Linked DNA regions of Mus musculus: all the other regions are linked to region 1. Evidence: chromatin contacts called from public HiChIP or PLAC-seq, Micro-C and promoter capture Hi-C data. All regions are on one chromosome and are shown on one strand. Each heading gives the region's core, a stretch centred on a gene start, on an enhancer-like site or on the middle of the called end of the contact. The rest is flanking DNA. Distances are from core to core; before and after follow the strand shown. Region 1 holds the start of Macroh2a2 (macroH2A.2 histone). Region 2 overlaps Tspan15 (tetraspanin 15). Region 3 has its middle 22 kb from the start of Fam241b. Region 4 holds the start of Tspan15 (tetraspanin 15). Region 5 holds the start of Tacr2 (tachykinin receptor 2). Region 6 holds the start of Neurog3 (neurogenin 3). Region 7 has its middle 21 kb from the start of Mir7662.

Region 1 (3,227 bases), core at 668-3,167:
AGCCAGCAGGGGGTCCGGGGCTCGCTGTGGCACAGCAGGCCATAGGCATCCCACAAGCCCTGTCGTCAAGGCAGAGGAATATGGATAGGGTCAGAATCTTTCTGGATCCAGAGGTAAGTTCTTTTCATGGAGTTCTGAAATAGCAGAAACTGTGAATCATATCTAAAGGCTAAGAAGAGCGGATCCAGAGAGGGTAGGACAAACTGGAGGACAGGAAGACAGTATTTTAAGAGGGAATTTGGATGCAAGGAAAGAGATCTTGCTGCTATGAGTTATTTTATTAAGATACAATTTCCTACAGCGGGATTCCAATATTTGAGTTCCTGCATTTCAATATTTCTGAAAACTCCAAGGCACCGTCTACGGGTCCTGGAGTTCTGAGCATTTACTTGTGAGAGTTCTCTCTGTGGTGAAAGGAACCGCTTTCACTCTGGCAGAAGGAGCGGGCTGGGGACTAGGCACAGTTTAATTTGTTTTGAGACGTTAAAAGCAAAGACATTTTACTCTGAATAAGGTTTTCTCTCCCCCCCAACCCCCCACTGAACAGTTTTATTTCAACATAAACAGACGCTGAACCAGGGCTGCTGTTCTCCATAGGATTGATCGCGCCTGGGGCCTCCTGGGGTGTATGGCTTCTTGCTGTGATTTCCCCTGAAGCCAGCTCACCTGGAGAACTGCTTCAGTTGCTCCAGTCTGGGCAACCTGAGCCCAGTTCCCAATGAGTGCGTCCACTCTTTGGTTTTTTTCACTGGCCCCTTTCCCACTTTCCTCATCCCAAGAGAACCACGGCCCAAACGCTGCAGTAATGGCCAGGCCTAAATCAGGCCCACCCGTGGCTCATTTGAAGCCCAGGCACCATCAGTAATGCTGAACTCGTGAAGAAGGAGGTTCAATTGGCGTTTGGTGGCGGGGGTGGGGTTCGATGCCCCTTTGGCCATTGTTGAGAGGAACAAAGAGGGCAGGAGCTAAGGGCGCCCCCATGAGGAAAGGCGTGGAAAGCCACTCTGGGGAGCCATCCTAGGCTAGCGGGGCTGGAAAGCGGTGCACCTGGATGGCGCTCTGGCAACCGGGGAGGCAGGGCTGATTTCTACCCGCGGCAGCGGCTGCCGCCTTTCCCTGACTTGACTTTGATCCCCCTCTTCTTGATATTGTTACTATTATTTTTGTTATTTTCCCGCGCAAATTAAGCAGCTGGGACCGGTAGGGCGAGCCGCTCAGGGGCCGCCATTTGCCGGTGGAAGCACCGATCGCCCCGGAAAGGGAACCCGAGGGGAGTGCTCGGCCTCAAGTCCTCCTCCGCCCGCGGCTCCCGCAGCATCCCGGCTCCGCGCCCGCGCCGCCCCGGCGTCTCTGCGTCCTCCTCCATTGTCAGCCCCGCGCCCAGCTCGGCACCCCGGAGGCCCTGGTCGCGCGCCCTCGGCCCTTGCGAGCCAGCGTCCCCCTCCCGGTTCCCTCGGCGCCCGGGCGCCTCCCTCCTCCCTCCCCCGCTCCCCGAGCTCCGCATCCAGGGCTCCCGGCACCGCCAGCCTGGCCGCGGGACCCCGCATTTCGGCATCCTCCCTGCTTGGCCCAGGGTGCCCCGGCCCCTCGCCAGCGGCGGGCATCGCGCGGCGTCTTCGGCAAACCCCCCTTTTATCTCCCGAGGAAGCAAGTTGGGCAGATCGATTTATTAATTTCTGTGGCAGAGGTGGGTCGGTGACCGGGGTGCGCCCTCAGGGCTGCAGCGGGGAGGCGCCGTGGCTCCCTTCGGCCCCTGCACTGCCCGGACAAGAGGGTTTTGTTTCCAGACCCCCGGCGCCCCCCGAAACAATGATGCCATGGGCATGGCGGGCTCACCTGGTGCTGCACCGCGGGCTCCGGGCGCCCGGTGGCCTAGTGCGCGCCAATCCCGGCCGCAGGTTCGGCCCGCGTGCCGCCGGTGCTGGGCAGGACCCTGCCTTTCTTGGGGTTGTATCTGTGCGTGTCAATGGCGGCAAGCGGCAGTTCTCCGGGCCGCGGATAGTAGCGGGGGGAGGAGGAGGAGGGAGAAGGGATTGCTCCTTCTCCACATAACCACCTCTAGGAGGAGTCGCTCAGCCTCATCCCCCGCCAGCCCAGGCTCCGCGACGGGTCCGGGGGCTTTCGTGGGGCTTGATGAGCTATTGTCCTTCTGCAGTGGAACCACAGGGCCAGTTCGCGGAGCTGTCGGCTGCGAGGACACCGCTTCCCTAGAGCCCGGCACGGAGGCCTTGTGGTCACCAGCCACAGGCTCCAGATAGCTCGACCCACCTTTGCTGGGCGAAAGAGGTGTGGGCGTTCATCTGCCCATTACGGGATGAGAAGGTGAACGAAAAAAAAAAAAAGCAAGCCACGTTGGATGCAGCCCTGATCTGAAATTACCAAACACGTTACTGTGTCGCGCACGGCGCCGAAGGAACCGAGAATTTATTCTGGTGATTCGCTAGTAGTGATGGAGATCCAGATGTGCTTCCTGGTGGATGAAGACCATGTGCCCCGGCATCATTTAAAAATTGGATTGCGTTAATTTGCCATCTCCCGACGGTTATTGAGGTTAAGCACAAAGAGAGTGTCTAAAGAAGCAATTTTTTGTATTAGTTTCTGGAAAATTCATTGTGATGGCGGTGCAGTGGACAGTATCAGGTGACACTGGGCGCGTGTAGTTGTTTGGTCCCTGATGAAAAACCACGTTGTCTTTTGTACTGTGAACCCTGTCAAGGGCACATGGCTCTAGGGCCAGTCACCGTAAGCATTCAGTTGAATGGACGGTCCATGGTGCCTCAGATTTTTTCCTGCATGAATCAGAGGACTCTGGGAGGAAACCTTTTGATTTCTGCAAAAAAAAAATAAAAAATAAAAAATAAAAAATGTGAAGCCGAGATCTTTAGCATTGAGCGAATGGACTTTGCCCAAACCCGTGACCTTTTGTATGTGTGCTCGCTGCCACAAACTAACTGTACTTGTATCTATGTACACAGTGGGGGACTTTGGGGGTCACCGAAGACCTGTGATTGCCTGGGTGGAGAGAAGTTAGCTACTCAACCACCCTCGCCATTTTATCAGGCGGGCCGCTGGCATTTATAGACCAGTGCTTTCCATTGAGAATGTGTATTTTAAGCTTGAGTGTTTTGCTGAGAACCAGCCATGTCTTTTGCTCTCCCTGCAAACCATGCATGGTTCATTCTGCTGTAAACGTATCTCCCATAATGGGGACCCCACAGTATGAGAGA
Region 2 (3,268 bases), core at 224-2,723, 410 kb after region 1:
CGCCATGATGGTATAGTTGTCCATGAACCATATCAACACGGCGTTGGTGCAGCCCCGCACGTGAATGATGTTCTGTGCATTCAGGCGCTGTGCGGGAGGAGGGAGAGGATCAGCGGCATGGGAAGGTGGCCCTGGGTTCTCTAGTGCTGCTCCCGAGATGGCACTGGGGACACTGTGGTAGTGCTCTGGTGGTGAGAACTGCTGGGAACTGGCAGAGTGTGCCTGCATGCCTCCCAGATGCCACCCAGGGCTGCGCACTGTTACCTGAGCCAAAAGCCTACTCCAGGTATATGTGGAGGGAAACCCTACATGGTTTTAATGTACAGTGAAGCTTCTAGAATTACTATGTTACATTCTCCTCCCACGAGTGGACAATCCCTTGCCATGAAACTGTTTCATGTACAAATTATTAAAAACATCATCATTTGAAACTTTGTTCCATGTACAAATTATTAAAGACAACGCCATTTGTGGATGGCGCTACCCTCTTGAACACATGAGTAGGACTAATCGGACCCACTGGGTTATTAAAAGAAGAAAGAAAAAAGACTGGGCACAGTGATTCCCACCTTTAATCCTAGTGCTCACTCAGGAGGCAGAGGCAGGGGAATCTCTGTGAGTTTGAGGCAGCCTAGTCTACATAGCAATTGCAGGTCAAACGGGGCTACATAGACTTGTCCAGAAAGCCGAGGCTGGGAGCCACCCAAGGACTTTCTCTTCCCCAGGAATTCCTGAGTCCCAGGCAGGTAGTACCAGTGTGAGCTGTCAACAAACTGCAGGGCTGGGCAGGCAGCATGGGAGGAGCCCTGGACACGATATCTCACTCAGCTAAGCCTGCCTGGAGCAGGGACTCAGCAAACCTGGCCAGATGACCTCCCCTGGCTCCCTGGGTCCTTCTGTGAGTGACAGCCAAGGAGAGCTGGGAAATCTGAGTAGCCAGGAGCCCTCTGCTAGAAACCCTCTATTAGCTGAGGAGTAGGACAAAGGGAGCACCATCTGGGAACAAAGGGAGCACCACTTCTGGGGACAAGAGGAGCACCATCTGGGAACAAAGGGAGCACCATTTCTGGGGACAAGAGGAGCACCATCTGGGAACAAAGGGAGCACCATTTCTGGGGACAAAGGTTTTCCAGGCTGTTACCTCCTTGTCGATTGTTTTGTAGCCACACATGGTGTTGACAACATCTGTCTGAAACAGAAACACATCGGTCACGATTCTATAGGCTGTAATCTGAAGGGCTCACAGAAGAGCCAAGGGCTGGGTATACAGTCTGGCGGGTACAGATGGAGCTGAGATCTCCTGCCACCAGGATCAGGCTCCAGCCTGTATCTTAGTGACCACCTCCAGGAAATGCCCCAGTGAAGAACCATGGGTAGGCCCCCTCCCTGGGGGTTCATGTGAGGGTCACCCCTCCACCAGCAGCAGTCTAAGCTCTTAGCCGGAGGCACCCCCATGGCTCCCCGTGGCTGAGCCATGCTGTTCCCATTTTACTGGCTCTCAGAGAGGAACTGCTCAAACCACAACTGGGCCCCTGCCAGCTGTGGTTTACCTGAGGGCAAGGTTGGGTCACTGGCCACGCTCCCCTGCCCCTTCAAAGCTGGCTTCACCATCAAAGAGCCACAGAAGTTCCTCTCTGAAAGAAGGGCCGCTCTCCAGAGCTTTTATCCCTGGAGACGCAATGACTGGGCTCTAGCCCCCATCAAATTCCTTCCCAGGTAGGCCCCAGGACAATGCCCACCACTGCGTGGGCCCTGCTTGGTCCCAACCTCAGCCACAGGGGAGAGGTAGAACCTCAGGCCCAGCCCGGATCCAGCCTGGGTCCCTGCAGTGACAAGGGAGGGGAGCAGCAGAGGACCCCAGCTCTCACAGGGCACCTTCACTTGGTGATGTTCCAGACTCTGGGTGAGGCCCTACCCACGTGTACCCCATTTTCATGGTTACAGGCTGGGGTGGTAGGCACAGCTGTTGAAACCATCAACAAGAGACTTTCCAGGAGAGTAAATATGTATATGAATGGTGTATGTATGGTGTGTGTGCTGTGTTGTGTGCGCTGTGTTGTGTGTTGTGTGTGTGTGTGTTGTATGTGTGGTGTGTGTGTGCTATGTTATGTGTGTGTGTGGTGTGTGTGTGTTATGTTTGTGTGATGTGTGTGTGTGGTGTGTGTTATGAGTGTGTGCGCGTGTGTGTCGTAATTGCCAGGCTTTTCTGCTCCAGTCTCAAAACTGGGCAGTTCCTGACATACTTGTCACACATCAGGGCTGACAGGCGGTGACCTCACAGCTCAGCATCCCAGATGACTGGGAGGTGACAGCTGAGAGGCTCCCACTGGGGAAAGTGGAGGCTGGCATTTACATTACCGCATGCCGCTGCCCAGGGCTCTGCTGCCAGTGCTCACAGCACCTGCACTGTACTCTGCCTCCAGTGACTGGGTAGAGCCTGCTGCACCTGCCGGGCACTCTGGCTCTCTGTTGCTGGGAAGAGCCCTGCCAACCTTGGGCAAGTCCCCCTAAGTGGCTAAAGCAACACTACCCCAATTGAGACCCTCCAAAGCTGTTGTAAGAACCAAGTAACTACAACCAAAGCGCCTGGGCCAGGCCCACACACGCACACGCTCACTGACACACTCCCAGAGGAAGCTGCCCACTCATCTCCCATTGCTAGGGCCCCTGGTCTAAGGCAAGCTCAGCCCCGGCCACCACGTCCCACCCACTCCCACTGCCTGCTCCACTTGGGCAGAGTGAGAGCAGTGTTTGGCAAACTGGGTGACCCTCACATCCAGCACCCATGCAGTTACCGTGTTCCTGATGCAGCAGGTGTAGGGCACCCCGCAGGCCAGGGGCCCGGGGGCGCTGCAGTCATGGTACTGGTTTTTGCTCCAGTCTCTGTAGTCCTCCCCGCCACAGCACTTGAACTGAGGGGAAAAGCACCAAGGAAGAGCTGTGATCACTGCCAAGGTCAGGGTCATACAGCGGGAAGCAGTGGCTGAGGAGGTGTGTATGTCCGGGGTGGAGGTGGGGATGGAGGTACCAGAGTGGGGGCACCAGGGCCCCATGAGGCCATACTTTATTACGTCAGAGCTATCAAGAGCGGCATGGCCATGAAGAAGGGGGTGAGCTCTCCACTCTGGAGAGCTTACATAGTAAGGCTGGACACTTCAGTTGGACACCAGGTGGTGACTAGACTCTGGGAGGGATGTCTGTCCCTGGCAACTGGTCTGCACCTTCTCCTCAAGACTCAACCCCCTGAGACAGGGGACTGGCTAGAGAA
Region 3 (3,491 bases), core at 329-2,828, 310 kb after region 1:
TACCAGGCACGCCATTCAAACCTTCAAAGAGCCCAGCCTTGGCCCGTGCCATGACTCATGGTTACTCCTGATTCCATGGAAGAGCAGAGCCTCTACACCTGTATAACACCATTGGGGCAGCAAGAGATCCTGTTGGGCTCAGCTGGTGCCAAGCTCCTGAGAGCTCCTTGAAACTTCTGACCTGGTATAACAGTACAGCCTGGGTCAGCAGTTATGACTTAGTCCTCATGGCTCCCGATGATCTGATGCAACAACCATCAGCTTCTCCTGGCCCCTATGCCCTGTGGTGGAGCTCAGGAAGAGGCATCTGCCATCTCGGGCATGCTCACAGAATGGCAATGAAAACCGGGAAAGACACGCCCTATGGATGCTGGATATGTACATGGAAGAGAAATGGCTTAGGTACCAGACACAGGGGCAGAGTAAAGGGGACAGTCACACTGGAGTGTTCCCAGGGTCTGGGCTGCTGAGAGGATAGTCAGAACCCAAGTACAGGCTTCCACCCAAGCCTGCCCATCCTATATCTAAAAGGGTCTCCAAACTTCTGGTGTGAACTCCAAGGTCCCTACGCAGAGCTTCTGAGGCAAGCTGGGCATGCCAAGGCCCTGGTGAGCGTCCTCCATGATGGCTTGGTTCTGGGATCCTGGTGGGTCACATGACTTGGTCTTTTCTGAATCCCTAGCCCTCCCTATGACCCTCCTGGTTAAAAAGAAGGTTCTCCCCGACCAGAAAACCCATTGTTTGCTCTCCTGGGTTATGTCTGCAAAGGTCCATGATCCAAGGACAGGCAGAAGACCCAGGCAGTACTGTTAAACCAGGTCGGAAGTTTCAAGGAGCCCTCAGGAGCTTGGCACGAGCTGAGCCCAACAGGGTATCTTGCTGCCCCGATGACTTTATATAAGTGTGGAGGCTCTGCTCTTCCATGGAATCAGGAGTAACCATGAGTCATGGCACGAGCCAAGGCTGGGCTCTTTGAAGGTTTGAATGGTGTGCCTGGTGTTTTTCCTTGGAGTCATCCCAGGGCACATTCACTGAGCTTTTAATTCTGTCTTTTAGAAAAACAGAGTCTCCCTATGTAGCACAGGCTAGTCCAGAACTTGCTGTGCAGGCTAGCCTTGACTCCTGATCCTTCTGCCCCAGCTTCCCGGGTTCTAGGATTACAGGAGTGAGCCACAGAGCTGTGTTTACCATTTCCTTTAGAATCCATGAGAACTGAAGGGCCCAGGGACTCTCCTGGCTCTCAGAGCTACGGAGCTCAGTCAGTTGGATCCAGAGCTCCAGGCTGAGCTGCTGGTATATCTGTGTGTCCTCCATGGGTCCCCTTCCTCCCTTTGAGTCTGTTTCCCAGCCCTTTCCCGTCTCTCCGTTAGCTCTGGCTTGTTCCTCTCCTTCATCTGTTTCCTGCCCCGGGGTACAAAGCACAGGGGATCAGAATGGTGGCTTGGTAGTCATTCTTCCCTGAACTTCAGGGCCGCACCAGGCTGAGAGATCCCATCTGAAGATCCTAGGCTAACCTGATGGATCTGAGCAATAGATCTCTGAGCAATCGATCTCTGCTCTAGCTGATTTCACAGAGGCAGCCACAGCCCAGCAGCAGCCTCCCTCCCACAGCCCAGCCACAGCCCAGCAGCAGCCGCCCTCCCACAGCCCAGCACTGCCAATTCCAGCGACCGCCCACCACTCCCATCAGGGCATCTTAAACTCTTTCCTCTCATGATTCCCTTCCTGGATAGGGTGGGTTTGGAAGCCCCGTGAGTACATACAGTAATGGCGATGCCAGGACCAGCTGTTAGGAGTCAGATCAACTTTATTTGGGGGTGATTCAAAGCTTATATAGTTTGGGGGATAGAAAAGTAGGGGTATCCAGGATGGGCTGAAGGCTTAAGATTCTGAGATGCCTCATTAGCACTGGGAAGCATTTCAGGAATCTCAGACCCTAGCTGAATGGGTTCTTATGGGGGAAGGAAGTTGAACCTGTAATCTGAACCAAGGCTTTGTGACATCCTGCAGGTAGAGGCATGTGGGGGCTAAGGTCAGAGAAGGGAGCCCTGTTAGTAAAAAATTAAATATGCATTGAACCCAGAAGGCTATCTGGACAATGGTAGACTTCAACTTTAACTAGCAGGGATTTCCCACACTGGGCATGTAGCATATAATACAAATAGAACATATAGGTATATAATATATAATACAAGTCATTCAAACATCTGCTGATAAGGAGTTATAAAAATATCTTAAAACAATTCTTCAAATGCATGTCATTTTAATATTTATTAAAGATGAAAGAAAATGTACACACAGAAGTGCCTGTTTGTTTTACATAAGGAATTAAATTTTGGCAGTGCAGGACAATATAAGATTCTAGTTCTCTGGAAAGTCAGTTATGTGAAATGTTTCACTGGGACACACAGGGGAAAGGATGTCTTGCTAAAGCAGACACAGGGGAAAGACTGTATGCTCTCCTGAAGCAGACACAGGAGAAAGGATGTTTTGAAGAACAGACATGGGAAAGACTATTTCCTGAAGCAGATGCAGGTGAAAGGATGTTTGGATGTAGCAGATACGTGAAAAGACTCTTGATGAAAGAGTATAAATATGACCCCACAGACAGTGGGAAAGCACTGAGCCTTGGTTTGGTTTGCTCCGCCTTGCTATTGTTTGCTAAAGACAGGATATATTGGTTCGCCTTGCATAGGATTGTTGAGCTCAACTTGTGGTAATGTTGCCATTGAGAGAAACTTGCCCGAGAACTGCACGTGAGGTTCCTGTGGCAGCTTGGCACTTATGTGGCCTTGCCTCAGGCTGGTTGGCAAGCCTGACGGTTTCTTCGGGATTAAACTACAGCTGCCTGGTATCTGCTTGCTGAAAGGACTGGACTGTAGCTGCTGGTTCGTGCCTGGTGTCGTCTGCCTGCCTGCCTAGAGGACTGGTCTGCAGCTGCAAAGTTGTGTTTGGTATTTGCTACAGGACTGAACTGCTGCCCAAGAAGATCCAGCTTGCCCCCAAGGACTATTGCTAACAGGTCCACTTCCCCCATATCCTAATAACTTTTGTCTTCTGCTACCTCTGCTGGGTGGTGGGCTAGAGGAGAGGTTGAACCCTTATTAAAAGTAGGCTGCACCGGGAGGTGGTGGTGCATGCCTTTAATCCCAGCACTTGGGAGGCAGAGGCAGGCAGATTTCTGAGTTCGAGGCCAGCCTGGTCTACAAAGTGAGTTCCAAGACAGCCAGGACTACACAGAGAAACCCTGTCTCAAAAAACAAAACAAAACAAAACAAAAAACAAAACAATAGGCTGCAAAAACTTTATCCTACAGGGGATCCTCAATGTATTTCAGAGTTGACCAAAATTTTGACTTTAACTGCCAAAACTGGTCATGACATATGAGTTCAACGTACAAAATTACAGAAGCATTTTAGAATAACTTCAGAAATGATTTGAAATTCTGCCTAAATCTCAAGCCAACATTTATTTAATTTACTATAGTATTT
Region 4 (3,359 bases), core at 846-3,345, 450 kb after region 1:
AGCCTAGCAACACTGCTAATCTTTCTTTCGGGGTACCTGGAGTTGAAGCTAGCCAAAGGCTAGAACCAACATTTCTGAGACCCAAAACAGATATCATTTGCCTACAATATGCCAGTGAGTCTGGGACATAGCAGGACTAGAATCAAGATCTACTGACTGCCAGCAGGGTCGCCTTGTAAAGGGCTCCCATTCAAAGGCAGTCTTGATGGCCAGCCCAGCAGTTCCTGCCCACAGAAGAAATGCAGTAAGGAGCTGAGGAAGAAGAGAAGAAAGACAAAGGGAGAGAAAGTAGAGGAAGGGAGGGAAGGAGGGAGGACCTTATTTTCAGGGGACCCTTTGGGATCTCTGGACAAGCCTATCTACATACACACTTCTGTAGAGGTAAACACAGGGCCAACCTGTGGAAAGATATCCTCGTGTCTAGACTGAAGTCCAGTTATTCTAAAATGCCCTGATAAGCCAGGGGTAGTGGCACACCCCTGTGATCCCAGTACCCAGTGTGTGGGAGGTACAAACAGGAGGATCCAATGTTCAAGGTCATTGTCAGCTACACAGTGAGTTTGGGACCAGCCTAGATGACATGAGACCCTGTGGGGGGAAATGTCCCTGGGGACCTTTTAGCTTATACCATTCACAGGCAAAGATTCTTGCCCATAATAACATTAATGGTGCCAGACATGGTGTCTTACAACTGTAACTCCAATACTTGGAAGGCTAAGGCAGGAGGATTACTGAGTTCAAGATTAGCCTGGACTATTTAGTGAGTTCTAAATCAACCAGAAATGCATAAGATGCTGTCTCAAAACAAATAAGCAAACACACACACACACATATACACCACCACCAGCTAGACTAAGCTATAGTAAGACCCTGTCACAACAATAACTACAACAATAATAATAGGTGCCTTTAATGCCAGCACTTGGGTGACAGAGGCAGTTACATACAGAGGCCCTGTCTCTAAAAAAAACCCAAAAAACAATAGCAATAACAATAAATACTAATAATTATTATTTATTGTTAATGTTTTTATAATTATAATATAATAATTATATTATTACTATCTCCCCCCTTTTTTTTAGCTCTCTGTGGCCTCATCTTGGCCTGCGTTATTTTACTTCCACAACCATCCAAGTGTTTAATAACTACTGTCTCCAACTACAGATGAGAAAACTATGGTCAGAGAAATGAAGGAACTTTCCAGACCATTCAGCTAGGAAGTGGCGGGTAGTATTCAAAGCCTGGTTGTGCGCAACCAATGCCATCCTGATCCTCTATGGGCAATGCCAGACCTCATGAAAATAGCAACACCATCCAGGAGCCGCCGGGTTGTCAAGTGGAATGCCGCACTCCAACAAGAAAGCATTTCCTTCCAACAAGGAAGAAAGCAAGATGCCCAAGAGAAACATCTTGGTCAGAGGAAAGGCACAGGCAAGTAGCAACAGGGGCCAGACTTGGAATCCAGGTGGCCACAAGCACAAAAGCTGCCCACCTTTGGCCAGGCTGTGGAGAGTCACACCCTGAAGGCGTGGTGGGCGCAGTCAACAACGTACCCGCGCCCTACACAGCAGCCAGAGGATGCACAGCAGACTCGGCTGGCGAGCCGGACCCCATTAGGTAGGAGCTCAGCAGCATAGGTGAACAAAGTGGCGTCCTGTGGGCAACAGGGCTCGAACGCTGAGGACTGACTGGGCTGCTGGAACCGAGCAGAGCTGGGGCCGCCAAGGTATCCCGGTTCCCAGGGAAGTGGTGCGAGAAGCCCTCCCGCACTCCCGGCGGCCTCTCTGAGTGGCTGAAGCTGAACCCAAGCCTGGGTCGAGTGTTAGGGGGCCATCGAAGGAGTGTGGACCGTCCCATACCCCACCCCGACCCCGGCTCCACGGGCTCCATCACTCACCCAGAACACGGTGGAGTAGATGATGAGAGAGAACTTGAGCCAAAGATAGGAGAAGCGCGCGCAGTAGCGCACCTGCTCCGAGTCCCCGCGAGGCATCTTGGCTCCCGCGCGGGGCTGCGGGGCTGCCTCGATCCGGCCACCGCTCCAGGCCCCACCTGCGGCTGTCCCGCGGCCTGGCCCGCCACCCGCGCTCTCTCCCTGGACTGACTCAGGCGCGCCGCAATCACCGCTCGGGCCAGGGAGCGGACAATGCGGGCAGCCAATGGACGCGAAGGGGCGTGTCGGGGGCGTGTCGCGCTGTCGGGGCGTTGTTTCTATTCTAGGGGCGTGGCTTAGGCTACAGTGGACCGGGTGAGAGAAGGGGGCGAGACTCAAAAAAGGAGCGCTCCTGTGCATAGATCCTGTCCTCGATTTGTATCTCAGCGTGGGAGCGTGTGGCCTGGAGAGGCGCAGGAGTAAGGGCGAGCGTGCCCAGTTCTGTATTAGAAAACAGGGTGCTCGCACTGTAGTTCAGTGATAGAGGACTGCCTAAGAGCCTGAGTTCCTAAGTACCGTCAAAAATAAGGCTGGCTTTCCACGGGTGTGATTGAATACTGCGAGAAAGGACAGCGACAGTGGAGACAGTTAGGAGGAGGCAGAGACAGGCGGATCTATGTGAGTAATCTGGTCTGCACTGTGAGTTCCAGGACATCCAGAGCTACTCAGTGAGATCCTGTCTCGAAAACAAACAAACAAACAAACAAGCAAAACAAAACAAAACAAAATACCAAGTGTGTTGTTGTTGCAGTTACATCCTAGCGCACACCTTTGATACCTTGCATTCAGGAGACAGAAGCAAGTGGATCCCTGAGTTTGAGGGCAGCCTGGTCTACATAGCAAGTTTCAGGCCAGCCAAGGCTGTGTGACACTCAGTCTGAATAAAACACAAAACAAAAACAGCAAGTGAGTGTGTAAGAGTGATGGTCACATCCTGGAAGGTCACCAGTCCAGGGTGTTCCATTGGAGCAGCAGACTTCCGGAGACAGATCTGCCCCAGGCTCGTCAACCAGCTGACCATGGAAATTCCCTTTTGCCCTCCAACTCTGCTCCCAAAAAAAAAAGTTCTTCTCCCAGAAAATCCTCTTCTAGGACCTTCTACAAACCTAGTCACTACTCACTCACTCAGCCAGGGTCTGACCTCCCTCCAGCCTTCCCTTGGTGGGCTGGGCCACAGGTAGCTATGAATCGTTTTTCCTTGGTAAATGTTCCCAGCTGTCTTCTGTTGTTTTCCTGTCTCCGGCCTAGCCTGACTCTGTGCAGAGCCTGAGAACCAGACAGTCTGTGTTTGTGACAATCGGTAATTAAATGCATAGCTGCTAGTCAAAAGCTCTGAAAGTTCTGGTGGTGAATCTGGAAATGGCACCTGTAGACAAGTTCCCTGGGCTGAGAGGGGGGGAGTGTTCAGGAGGTGGGCAGGTCAGGT
Region 5 (3,467 bases), core at 728-3,227, 470 kb after region 1:
ATGATTTAAGGAGGAAATAAAAACTCAGATTTAGTAGCTCCAAAGTATAATCCCCGTTACATACACAACGGAGTGGCAGGGGCGGAGATGTGCTATTCTGGGCTTCCGAAGCTGGTGACACTCTCTCAGGCACCCCCAACTCTACACTGGGGCTGTGGCCCAAAGTTCAATCAAGTGCAGCTGTTTGAATGCAAGAGAGCAGGCTAGCAAGGAGAAAATAGCTTCCATTCTTACTGCTGCATACTTTGCCTCTAGGATAGAGGCCAAACAAGCATGGGACAGAAACAAACAGGGTTGATTGGACACAGCTGCTGCCACCAAGTCATCAAAGACAGAGACCCTCTGGGTGAGAGACCAACGTCAAAACGTGGTGGCCCATCCAACAGAGGAAGCAGGCCTTCGTGGTCTGGCAAAGAGGTGGCCAGGTCCATATTAGGCTCAGGAGTTTCAGATCGCTCTAGCTCATCCCAGGAAAGAAAAGGAGGCCCGGAAGGACCTCTTCTTCAAAGTCAAGAACTGGATCCTCCATCCCAGACATTGCACATCAGTGTAGCTAGGGCACCAAATGACAGATATCAGGGTATTGCTGAGCTCAGAAAAGTCACAATAAGAACTGTTTTGATCTGGGCGGCAGTGTTTTACATTTATAATTCCATCCCTGGGGTGGCAGAGGCAGGTGGATCAGAGTTTGAGGCCAGCCTGGTCTATAGAGAAAGTTCCAGAACAGCCAGAGCTACACAGAGAAACCCTGTCACAAAACAAAACAAAACAAAACAAAACAAAACAAAACAAACAAAAAAACCCCAAGAGAATGAAAGAAAAGGGCCTTAGGGTGTGTGGCTTAGCACTGTTTGTATCTTAGAGTGCACCAGTGTCTTTTCCCCATTACAGGGCTCAGAACTAGGGGTGTAGCTCAGTTCATAGAGTGCCTGCCCGGCTCACACCAGTCTCCAGCACTGCTTAAACTAGGCTGAGCGGCTCAAACCCCAGCATTTGGAGGATCAGAAGTTAAGGTAATCCTGATCCAATGGCAAATTTGAAGTCAGCCTGGGCTACATGAGACAGAAAGGCGGGGTGGGGAGGGAAAGAGATTTGAACACCATTTGTCCAAACGCAATTTCTCTCTCTCTCTCTCTCTCTCTCTCTCTCTCTCTCTCTCTCTCTCTCTCTCTCTGTCTCTCTCTCTCTCTTTGGTTTTTTTGAGACAGAATTCTCTGTAGCCCTGGCTGTCCTGGAACTCACTTTGTAGACCAGGCTGGCCTCGAACTCAGAAATCCGCCTGCCTCTGCCTCCCAAGTGCTGGGATTAAAGGCATGAGCCACCACCACCCGGCTCCAAACACAATTTCTCATTTTATACCCAAGGAAGCGGAGGCTTGAGGTGAGAAATGGCCAGGAAGGATTGTCTAGTCAGACAGCAGGTAAGAGGTAACACCTGAGGCCCAGAACCCAGCCCTCATCACTTATCCCACACCCCAACAAATCACCCTCGTACCCCAAGGTATTTCTGAACACTGAGACTTTCTTTTTCACGCAGAGTGAATGGCTTCCCCAGGGTTCCCAAGCCAGCCCGAGTCCCTCGTTCCCAAATGCAAATGCCAGTACGTGAAGCTCCCTGCCGGACAGAATGCAAATACGCAAATACTGAGGTTCATACCCTCTAGGCCACCCCCACCCACACTGTGCCTCGCTCCCCAAGGTCTCTCCCTGCTTCCCAGCAGGTCCTAAATCTTTCAAGAGACAAGGCCCAGCCATCCAAGCAGGGGGTGGAAGGAGGGCGGGAGCAGGCAGCACCTCTGCCAAGGCCCTTGCCTGCCTTTCAGGGAGGAGCTGGGAGCAGCGGCCGAGGGCTGGCAGCATTGGGAGCCTGCACTGCAGAGCTTGTAGACTGCACAGTGGACTTATAGGACTCACGTACTTGCCACACTGTGCACATCTCTCATCTGGGATGTACCCTGAGTAGCCTTAAGAGAGATCTGAATTCCGATTCTGGCTTGTCACCAACTTCCTGAATGCCCGTTGCTGGACACATATTTTCTCTGACTCTCAGCCTTTTGATTTTGGTGTGAAAGATCGGAACCAACCAACCAACGTGTTATCAGGATGCCTCCTGCTCTGAGACTGGAATTTGAGTTCTCCATCTCCACGAGATGCTTGAACAGTCTGCCTGGGACCTTGCTTTCTGCTCAGCCTGACTCATTTCTGCTTGAGCTGTAGGCGTGGTCCCCTGGCTACACGTGTCTGCTTTCCAATCGTCCTCGCCCCCGTAAATCTACACACCCAAGAGGATTTCTCTTCTGTGGTGATTCTAGACGGAACTGCAGGGCCAGACCCTGTGTTCCAGGCCCAGGATCAGCCATGGGGGCCCACGCCAGCGTTACCGACACCAACATCTTGTCTGGCCTTGAGAGTAACGCAACAGGCGTTACAGCCTTCTCTATGCCTGGCTGGCAGCTGGCGCTATGGGCCACAGCCTACCTGGCCCTGGTGCTGGTGGCTGTAACAGGCAACGCCACAGTCATCTGGATCATTCTGGCCCATGAGAGAATGCGCACGGTCACCAACTATTTCATCATCAACCTGGCCTTGGCAGACCTCTGCATGGCGGCCTTCAATGCCACCTTCAACTTCATCTATGCCAGTCACAACATCTGGTACTTCGGCAGCACCTTCTGCTACTTCCAGAACCTCTTTCCTGTCACAGCCATGTTCGTCAGCATCTACTCCATGACCGCCATCGCCGCTGACAGGCAAGAGCGGGCGTCGGGGAAGGGGACGGGTGTCTTGATGGGGGAACATCCCAGGGAACTGTGTAGCAGTTTTGGTTCATAGCAAGAAGACAGAGGGATGTGGAGCCAAAGCAGGGAGCGTCAGATTAGACACAGAATGGCTTCCCCCTAGGAGCTTGCTCAATCGAGGCTGGAAAGGAAAATGCTCCCAGAGACTTTTGAAGTGTGGGTCTTCTCATCTTGCTCTCATCGTATGAGGAAATTTGCCCATGTTGCTTTTGTATATAGAAAGAGGTGGAATGTTACATGAAGTTAGAGTGTTGCATCTAAGTTATAACAATGCTTTTTTTTTTTTATGATTCCAGCCAGGAAAAAGGGGGGGGGGTCACCAACAGTGATCTTTAAGGAGTGGGCTGAAGATGGGGTGAAGGAAGATCACCTTCTTTTGTGGGAACTTCCGGGACAGGCAGGGCTGGGCTAAGGGGAGGGGGAGCAGGATCGGACAGAGAGGCAATAAGATGGGGTGAGGCAAAGACACAAGAAGTACAGGGGGGACAGGGCCATGAGCCCCTCTGTCGCATAGAGTTCGGTTAGTCTTCCAGACCCCCCACCTCCCCTAACTTCCCCAGAAACCTTCACCCACGGCCTCTCACTGCTGAACGATAGACTTTTTAAATGGAGTTCTCGGAGATTTCCTTTGAGACAATGTTTTCTACTCATTGAGAATGAAGTTTGGGGC
Region 6 (3,282 bases), core at 423-2,922, 350 kb after region 1:
GATAGTGTTATGCCCCCACCCAATCCTACCACCTCCCCTCCTGCTGAGTGCCAAGCAAGCCATCCTCTGCCCAGGGGATTTTGTAGTGCTCCCTCCTCTTCCTTGCAGCCCAGGCGGCCAGTGGTCATCATAGAGTCAAGTCACACACCTACCCCGACCCTGACTCTACGCCTTCAGCCTCCCAGCCAGGGTATGGTCCCTTCTACAATATCCAGGAGCTTCGGAGTTAGAGAACGTACTAGAAAGCTTAGAGTTACTGCCAAGAATCTTTAACTCCCAGCCATAGCTTCCTCCCATGCACATCCTGACTAGAAAGCTGGGGGGGGGGGGAGGGAGGGAGGGAGGGCAGGAGAGAGAGAGAGAGAGAGAGAGAGAGAGAGAGAGAGAGATCAGCGGAAGCCACAACCCCTCACCCTGAGTGACCGGAAACAGAAGACCACGGGGTGTCAGGGACAAGAAGGGCGGGTCTGCAGGGAAGAAAGGACAATGTCTTAAGGCTCACAGGAAAGATTTCCAGATAGCTTAAGATAACCTCTTAAGAGGGACAAACTAGAAGTCTCCCTGCCCTGGGCTCACCCACAGTTCAGGAGTGATGGGGAGGGAGGGGGCGGGAAGGAGTAGGACTAGGTGAAGCTGCTAGTCCTCTCTGGTCTGTGATTGGACAGGGGCACTAAAGGGGGCAGAAAGTAGATCTGCTTTTCTCCCAGGGCCTGCACACGGAGGCATTGAAAAGACAAAAAAGGCTAGCAGAGAACAAGTCCCTCCTTGACCTTTCCCTATCACCTGCCTCTCGGGTCAGGCCTTCCCGATAGCATCCATAGTGGGGCGGGGCGTGATGAGATGCCCCCTCTGCACTCTCTCTACAACCACCCTCGCCTCCGGAATAGAACCCAATGTCTCGGATGAGGACTATGGTGGGGGTTTTCAAGGTCTGGTCTGGGGGCTGGAGGGTTGGATCCCAAGGTGATATTGAACCTGGCCAAGCAATAGTTTCTGAGTAGAAAGGACTTGAGCAGGGACCGTCTCTGGTCACTCTGTCCTCTTTCCCAGGATGGAGTCAGTCTGTGAAACATGGTTGCACACACATTTCCTGACCCAACCCATAGTGGCGGAGAGCTGGATAGCACTTTGAACTAATGGGCGCTCCTCCCAGCTGCCAGCCAAGAAGACACTTGACTCCTTGATCGCTGGTTCATTTAGACAAGCCGTTTCCCTCTCTGAGCCAAAAGACCCCATGTGTAATACTCAAAGAAGAGGCCTTCCTTATATATATATAGGCACCCCCAAACCTCCTTCATGCTACCAAGAAAGGGTCTGGACACATGCCAAAAAGAAAGAGGAAAAGGCAAAGCTCTCCCCAGCGGCCGGACGGGACTCTTCTGGCTGGGCGAGGCTCTTTGAGGAACCGAGAGTTGCTGGGACTGAGCCCGCGACGGGGGAGGCGTGGAGTGGGGGAACAAACAGAGTGCTGCTCCCCTCCCCCGACCCCTGCCCTTTGTCCGGAATCCAGCTGTGCTCTGCGGGTGGGGGTTGTGGGGGGAGGAGCGGGCTCGCGTGGCGCAGCCCCTGGGCCCCCTCCGCTGATTGGCCCGTGGTGCAGGCAGCAGCCCGGCAGGCACGCTCCTGGCCGGGGGCAGAGCAGATAAAGCGTGCCAGGGGACACACGACTTGCATGCAGCTCAGAAATCCCTCTGGGTCTCATCACTGCAGCAGTGGTCGAGTACCTCCTCGGAGCTTTTCTACGACTTCCAGACGCAATTTACTCCAGGCGAGGGCGCCTGCAGTTTAGCAGAACTTCAGAGGGAGCAGAGAGGCTCAGCTATCCACTGCTGCTTGACACTGACCCTATCCACTGCTGCTTGTCACTGACTGACCTGCTGCTCTCTATTCTTTTGAGTCGGGAGAACTAGGTAACAATTCGGAAACTCCAAAGGGTGGATGAGGGGCGCGCGGGGTGTGTGTGGGGGATACTCTGGTCCCCCGTGCAGTGACCTCTAAGTCAGAGGCTGGCACACACACACCTTCCATTTTTTCCCAACCGCAGGATGGCGCCTCATCCCTTGGATGCGCTCACCATCCAAGTGTCCCCAGAGACACAACAACCTTTTCCCGGAGCCTCGGACCACGAAGTGCTCAGTTCCAATTCCACCCCACCTAGCCCCACTCTCATACCTAGGGACTGCTCCGAAGCAGAAGTGGGTGACTGCCGAGGGACCTCGAGGAAGCTCCGCGCCCGACGCGGAGGGCGCAACAGGCCCAAGAGCGAGTTGGCACTCAGCAAACAGCGAAGAAGCCGGCGCAAGAAGGCCAATGATCGGGAGCGCAATCGCATGCACAACCTCAACTCGGCGCTGGATGCGCTGCGCGGTGTCCTGCCCACCTTCCCGGATGACGCCAAACTTACAAAGATCGAGACCCTGCGCTTCGCCCACAACTACATCTGGGCACTGACTCAGACGCTGCGCATAGCGGACCACAGCTTCTATGGCCCGGAGCCCCCTGTGCCCTGTGGAGAGCTGGGGAGCCCCGGAGGTGGCTCCAACGGGGACTGGGGCTCTATCTACTCCCCAGTCTCCCAAGCGGGTAACCTGAGCCCCACGGCCTCATTGGAGGAATTCCCTGGCCTGCAGGTGCCCAGCTCCCCATCCTATCTGCTCCCGGGAGCACTGGTGTTCTCAGACTTCTTGTGAAGAGACCTGTCTGGCTCTGGGTGGTGGGTGCTAGTGGAAAGGGAGGGGACCAGAGCCGTCTGGAGTGGGAGGTAGTGGAGGCTCTCAAGCATCTCGCCTCTTCTGGCTTTCACTACTTGGATCCCTAGCCCTCTCACAGGGCTTAACTAGGCTTCTCATCGGTACCCTTGCTGCTGCGCACAGCAGACATTGGGGGCTGCTCTTCTCTTAACTCTCCTCGGTGCAGCCACATCAAACTCTCGCTCCAAGCATTTGAGAATGGTAGCACTACCTAGTTGGAGACTCCCATACTTCCTGGTGAGTCTGCCCTCATTCAAATCTGCCGGCCTCCGACCATCCATCACTTTTTCCAGGGTGACCTAATCCAGTGTTGCGTCTTACCTCACTGGCTCCTCCATCCAGCTCTTGGCCCATAGATGATGTTCGTCGTCTTTACTGCCCGCTACATGCAGGGTTTCTGAGCTTCTCCATTCTGCCTTAGTCCACGAAGGTGATCTGCCTTCTTCTGCACTTTTCAAGTCGTTACCCTTCCCCCAAGGGAGACCAGGCTGTGAACCGGAAAGCCCTAGCCTATGGCTAGAGCATCTCTCCA
Region 7 (3,524 bases), core at 155-2,654, 390 kb after region 1:
GGTGGTAGTGGTCGTCGTCATCATCATCATCGTCGTCGTCGTCATCGTGGTGGTGGTGGTCGTCGTCATCATCATCATTATCATCAATAACAACAACAGCAATTCTTCTAAAAGGAATGAATGATAAGCAGGAGATTTCTGCACTAAGATTCAGGGCTGGACTAGGGATGTGGATCATGGTAGGGGCACTTATTCTCCTTATCCAAGACTCTGGCTCTGATTTTCAGCATCACCGTTGCCAACAAAAGACTTAGGTTTGGAGAGGTCCCTTTAACTGTAGAAATCCTGAGCAGATTCCCTGTCAGGAACCTGCGTCCCACAGTGAAGAGAACACCAAACAGTAGAACAAGGAAGAGGCAACCACCGGGTCCCTGGAAGTCAAGAAAGCTGAGTTAGCTGGCCTTGGCGCATGCATTGAATCTCAGCACTGGGGAAGAGGGCCGGGAGATCTGCTAGTTAGAGTCACCCTCATGATGTGCCATCAAAACACACACAAGGAAAAGCAAAAGAAGAAAGGAGAGAACAAGAGAGTGGGGGAGGGGAAAGGGGAGGGGAAGGGGGACAAGGGAAGGGGGAGGGAGAAAGAGAGGGAGACGGGGAGGGAGAGAACTAAGTCTAAGTCTAACGACTAACCAAGGGAGAGGCTTCCTCAGAGTCAAAGGACTAGCTGTGGGCAGGGAGTCAGAAAATGCTGGGCGCAGCCAGCCACAGTGGATCAGGGTTCTGAGCCAAGTTAGAACCCTTTGGCCCACTGCAGTGGAGCACCAGGAAAGGTGGCAAGAGGGTGTCTAGGGAGCGGTGGCTGCTGCTGTCATTATTTGCCGATTTTGTGTGTGTGTGTGTGTGTGTGTGTGTGTGTGTGTGTGTGAAAACTCCATGTTTCCTGACTGCTTCAGCCCCACACCATTCTCTTAGTCTTCCAACTCTTTCTCCTCCCTAAGAAGCTAACTGGAGACCCTCTGAGAATTACTAGGGACCAGACTTCCCTCCTTGACCATTATGAGAGCAAGGGTAACGTGTGTGTGTGTGTGTGTGTGAGAGAGAGAGAGAGAGACAGAGACAGAGACAGAGAGACAGAGACAGAGAGAGAGAGACAGAGAGAGACCAAAGCCCAGAGAGGTCCCTAAACTGTCCTTGTTCTGGTGGGTGTGGCTTGATCTGAGCTTGGCTCCCACAAGTCCCGCCCATTCCACTCTTTGCCTGAATGCCCCAGGTGGTGGGGGTCAGAGTTGTTCCATCCTTGGGGACTAAGCACTTTGTGGACCACAGTGCCCCCCAAAACCCTCTACATAGTAGATGAAGATACAATGTGCTGATTTGGAGAGGGCACTGGCCCAACAGTTAAAAATCCTGACAGCCAGCCACCCTCCCTCACCCAAGCCTTCTGTCTCAGCCCCGTGTCCTGCAAGAGTCTTCTTTGGACAGACGTGTTCTGGCAGGGGAGAGGGATGTGCTGACGAGCCACAAAGGGGCTCGCTGTGTGGCCTGCAGACTCGGAGCTTTTGAAGGCCGATTTGCTCTGGCTGGGCCTGAGGAAGCCGGAGCTAATTTCCTCCTAAGGGGGTCTGCAGCCCTTCCTCCCAAGGGAGGGAAAGCTGGGGAGGGGGCTGGGCTTGCCTGACCTCTGAGACTGTCAGTCTTTCTCTGCCTCCTCTACCCACCCTCCCACTTCCTTGAAGCCTGGAGCATGAAGTAGATCCACTAAACAACACCTTGAACTCCCAGTTCCCTCTTATGCACTTAGCCTCGAATAAACAAAGTTAAAAGCAACCCTGAGCTAGGAGACACCCGTTGCCCTGGGGAGGTGGAAGGAAGCGTGGGCAGCTTGCTTGATTGCAGCTATTTGAGCCTTTAAAGGCTGAGGTTCAGGAGATGCCCGGGTTTGCTAACCACCCAGATTCCACGCAGGTCCTGACCACCCCAACACCTGCTGAGGCTTCCAAGTGTTGGGTAATTCAAATTATCTCTTTTTAGAATTATTTTCTACTTTCCCCCCCCTAATTTCTAATTTCTAACTTAAAAAAAAAACCTTTATTACATTTAATTAGTTAATTTAGAGTGTGTGTGTGTGTGTGTGTGTGTGTGTGTGTGTGTGGTGTTTGCTCACACATGTGGAGATCAAAGGACAGCTTCTTCTCCCCTATCCTGTAGGTCCTGGTCCTGCGATGGGACTCAGGCTACTAGGATAGCAGCAAGTGCGTCTAGCCGCTGAGCCTTCTACCTCGTCTCCTTATTTTATCTTGTATATCAAATTTAAATAGTAGACTTTCAACAGAGTGAAAAGGCAAAGGGCAGACGTGAGGAGCTGGGGGCTGGCCTCGTGGGGACAGAGGGTTGTGAGGAGCTGCCCTCAGCAGCCTGGAGTCTTGGTTCTCCAAGTCAGGTTCTCTGTAAGAAGGGGCTTGGGGCCTGGAGCTCTGGCCAATGGCATAAGTTCCTTCCGGCCTACATACAGGTCCCCAAGTCCCTAGAGGGGCTTTTTTACTGTCTGCCTGCCTGCCTGCCTGTCCGTCTTTCGGTTGGTTGGTCTCTCTCTCTCTCTCTCTCTCTCTCTCTCTCTCTCTCTTACACACACACACAAGCTTTCTCTCTCTCTCTGACTCTCTCAATCTGTCTCTCTCTGTCTTTGTCTCTCTGTCTCTTTCTCTCTCTTACACACACACACACACACACACACACACACACACTCACACACACACTCACACACACACACACACACACACACACACACACACACACAGAGTCACCAGGTTCCCTTCTTTTCCTCTTCCCCTCCCCTCCCTCTTTCTGCAAGGCCCCTTCAGGAGCCCCTTTGTGAGGTAATTGGATTTCTTCCCTTGTTAACTTGCAATGAAAATGTCATCTATCTATTCCGGGCCACCGCCAGGGAGGGGCCAAGCCCCCATTCAGCAAACCAAGGCCCAGCGCTCTGTGACGCTATTCAGGCCTCCCAGCCTCCCAGTGGGGCAGCTGCAGGCTGTCTTCCCTGACAAAGCACCTCTTCCACTCTGTCCTACCAGTATTCCCAGCCTGAGTGTGGCCCCGACAGGGCTGGAGTTGAGTGACTAGATTCTGAGACTTCTGGAAGCCCCTTTGGTCAAGAAGAGAAGGATTTGATTTTAAGTGCAGCCCCCGAAGATGCCACCACCAAATTTGGGTGCGTGTGGTGGAGCACGGTGGGAATTCTGGGATGCTTAAGAAGCAGGAGAGATTACAAAGGACAAATGCTGTTTGGGGGAGATGGGCATCCAGAGAGTTAATCACTGTCAACTTGACTGGGTTTTGAATCACCATGGAGACACACTCCGGATGACTATCGTTTCCAGAGAGGTTATACTGAGGAGGACAGATCCACAGTGGATATAGGCGGCATCGATTGGTGAACTGGAGTCCCACACTGAATTAAAAAAAGAGAAAATGAGGCTTTGAGGGATGACCCAGTCTGCAAAGGGCTTGCTATATTGCGCAGAGCCTAGCTGAGCACGGCTATGCGTTGCTCTCTGCTTCCTAGCCGTGGGTCTCAG

What was found. Promoter capture Hi-C pulls out the DNA fragments that hold promoters and counts their contacts. Hi-C and Micro-C count contacts between places; a contact is called where the count stands out from the background. HiChIP or PLAC-seq counts read pairs in DNA pulled down with a chosen protein or histone mark.
Region 2: a promoter capture Hi-C map of cranial neural crest shows a contact between it and region 1. The contact joins the enhancer-like site here to the promoter of Macroh2a2 in region 1. A contact is called at or near these places in 13 of 39 promoter capture datasets (the 3T3-L1 cell line, 3T3-L1-derived adipocytes, the C10 cell line and 7 more), 8 of 115 datasets of contacts at active chromatin or transcription factors (SST interneurons, astrocytes, differentiating embryonic stem cells and 4 more) and 1 of 9 other capture datasets (embryonic stem cells).
Region 3: a contact with region 1 is called in a promoter capture Hi-C map of hippocampal neurons, with 2.5 times the contacts expected there. The contact joins the enhancer-like site here to the promoter of Macroh2a2 in region 1. A contact is called at or near these places in 15 of 39 promoter capture datasets (the 3T3-L1 cell line, 3T3-L1-derived adipocytes, the HPC-7 cell line and 7 more), 1 of 15 datasets of contacts at CTCF or cohesin (the NIH/3T3 cell line), 6 of 115 datasets of contacts at active chromatin or transcription factors (acute myeloid leukemia, astrocytes, craniofacial prominence and 2 more) and 1 of 9 other capture datasets (embryonic stem cells).
Region 4: a contact with region 1 is called in an H3K27ac HiChIP or PLAC-seq map of embryonic stem cells, with 7 read pairs. The contact joins the promoter of Tspan15 here to the promoter of Macroh2a2 in region 1. A contact is called at or near these places in 10 of 39 promoter capture datasets (the 3T3-L1 cell line, cranial neural crest, embryonic stem cells and 6 more), 1 of 484 Hi-C or Micro-C datasets (embryonic stem cells) and 5 of 115 datasets of contacts at active chromatin or transcription factors (astrocytes and embryonic stem cells).
Region 5: an H3K4me3 HiChIP or PLAC-seq map of embryonic stem cells shows a contact between it and region 1, with 4 times the contacts expected there. The contact joins the promoter of Tacr2 here to the promoter of Macroh2a2 in region 1. A contact is called at or near these places in 10 of 39 promoter capture datasets (the 3T3-L1 cell line, cranial neural crest, embryonic stem cells and 6 more) and 3 of 115 datasets of contacts at active chromatin or transcription factors (acute myeloid leukemia, astrocytes and embryonic stem cells).
Region 6: a Micro-C map of embryonic stem cells shows a contact between it and region 1, with 2.7 times the contacts expected there. The contact joins the promoter of Neurog3 here to the promoter of Macroh2a2 in region 1. A contact is called at or near these places in 13 of 39 promoter capture datasets (the 3T3-L1 cell line, the HPC-7 cell line, cranial neural crest and 8 more), 4 of 484 Hi-C or Micro-C datasets (all in embryonic stem cells), 7 of 115 datasets of contacts at active chromatin or transcription factors (acute myeloid leukemia, embryonic stem cells and forebrain) and 1 of 9 other capture datasets (liver).
Region 7: an H3K4me3 HiChIP or PLAC-seq map of forebrain shows a contact between it and region 1, with 4 times the contacts expected there. The contact joins the enhancer-like site here to the promoter of Macroh2a2 in region 1. A contact is called at or near these places in 4 of 39 promoter capture datasets (cranial neural crest, embryonic stem cells, frontonasal cranial neural crest and 1 more), 3 of 115 datasets of contacts at active chromatin or transcription factors (differentiating embryonic stem cells, embryonic forebrain and forebrain) and 1 of 9 other capture datasets (embryonic stem cells).

Annotation. Positions count from the first base shown.
Region 1 is chr10:61,781,947-61,785,173 of GRCm38.p6, forward strand. Macroh2a2 (macroH2A.2 histone) reads right to left here and starts at 1,918. Exons shown (of 9, transcript NM_207000.2): 1 at 1,837-1,918. It overlaps Gm2137 (basic proline-rich protein), which reads left to right and starts at 81. Exons shown (of 3, transcript XM_006514419.2): 1 at 81-113; 2 at 1,205-1,687; 3 at 2,156-2,876. The coding sequence starts at 81. The coding sequence ends at 2,326.
Region 2 is chr10:62,188,673-62,191,940 of GRCm38.p6, forward strand. It overlaps Tspan15 (tetraspanin 15), which reads right to left. Exons shown (of 8, transcript NM_197996.2): 5 at 2,796-2,912; 6 at 1,142-1,189; 7 at 1-87. Among named protein-coding and RNA genes, the nearest start is that of Mir7662, 3.9 kb to the right of the region's middle. Within about 2 kb of position 1,474, at least 30 of the 459 cell types and tissues checked have an H3K27ac peak or open chromatin away from gene starts, as enhancers often do.
Region 3 is chr10:62,087,648-62,091,138 of GRCm38.p6, forward strand. No RefSeq gene overlaps it. Among named protein-coding and RNA genes, the nearest start is that of Fam241b, 22 kb to the right of the region's middle. Within about 2 kb of position 1,579, at least 12 of the 459 cell types and tissues checked have an H3K27ac peak or open chromatin away from gene starts, as enhancers often do. A contact at or near this core is called in hippocampal neurons, where this site is marked.
Region 4 is chr10:62,229,123-62,232,481 of GRCm38.p6, forward strand. Tspan15 (tetraspanin 15) reads right to left here and starts at 2,096. Exons shown (of 8, transcript NM_197996.2): 1 at 1,898-2,096. The coding sequence starts at 1,993.
Region 5 is chr10:62,250,461-62,253,927 of GRCm38.p6, forward strand. Tacr2 (tachykinin receptor 2) reads left to right here and starts at 1,978. Exons shown (of 5, transcript NM_009314.4): 1 at 1,978-2,749. The coding sequence starts at 2,358.
Region 6 is chr10:62,131,418-62,134,699 of GRCm38.p6, forward strand. Neurog3 (neurogenin 3) reads left to right here and starts at 1,673. Exons shown (of 2, transcript NM_009719.6): 1 at 1,673-1,910; 2 at 2,045-3,282. The coding sequence starts at 2,046. The coding sequence ends at 2,690.
Region 7 is chr10:62,171,802-62,175,325 of GRCm38.p6, forward strand. No RefSeq gene overlaps it. Among named protein-coding and RNA genes, the nearest start is that of Mir7662, 21 kb to the right of the region's middle. Within about 2 kb of position 1,405, at least 29 of the 459 cell types and tissues checked have an H3K27ac peak or open chromatin away from gene starts, as enhancers often do.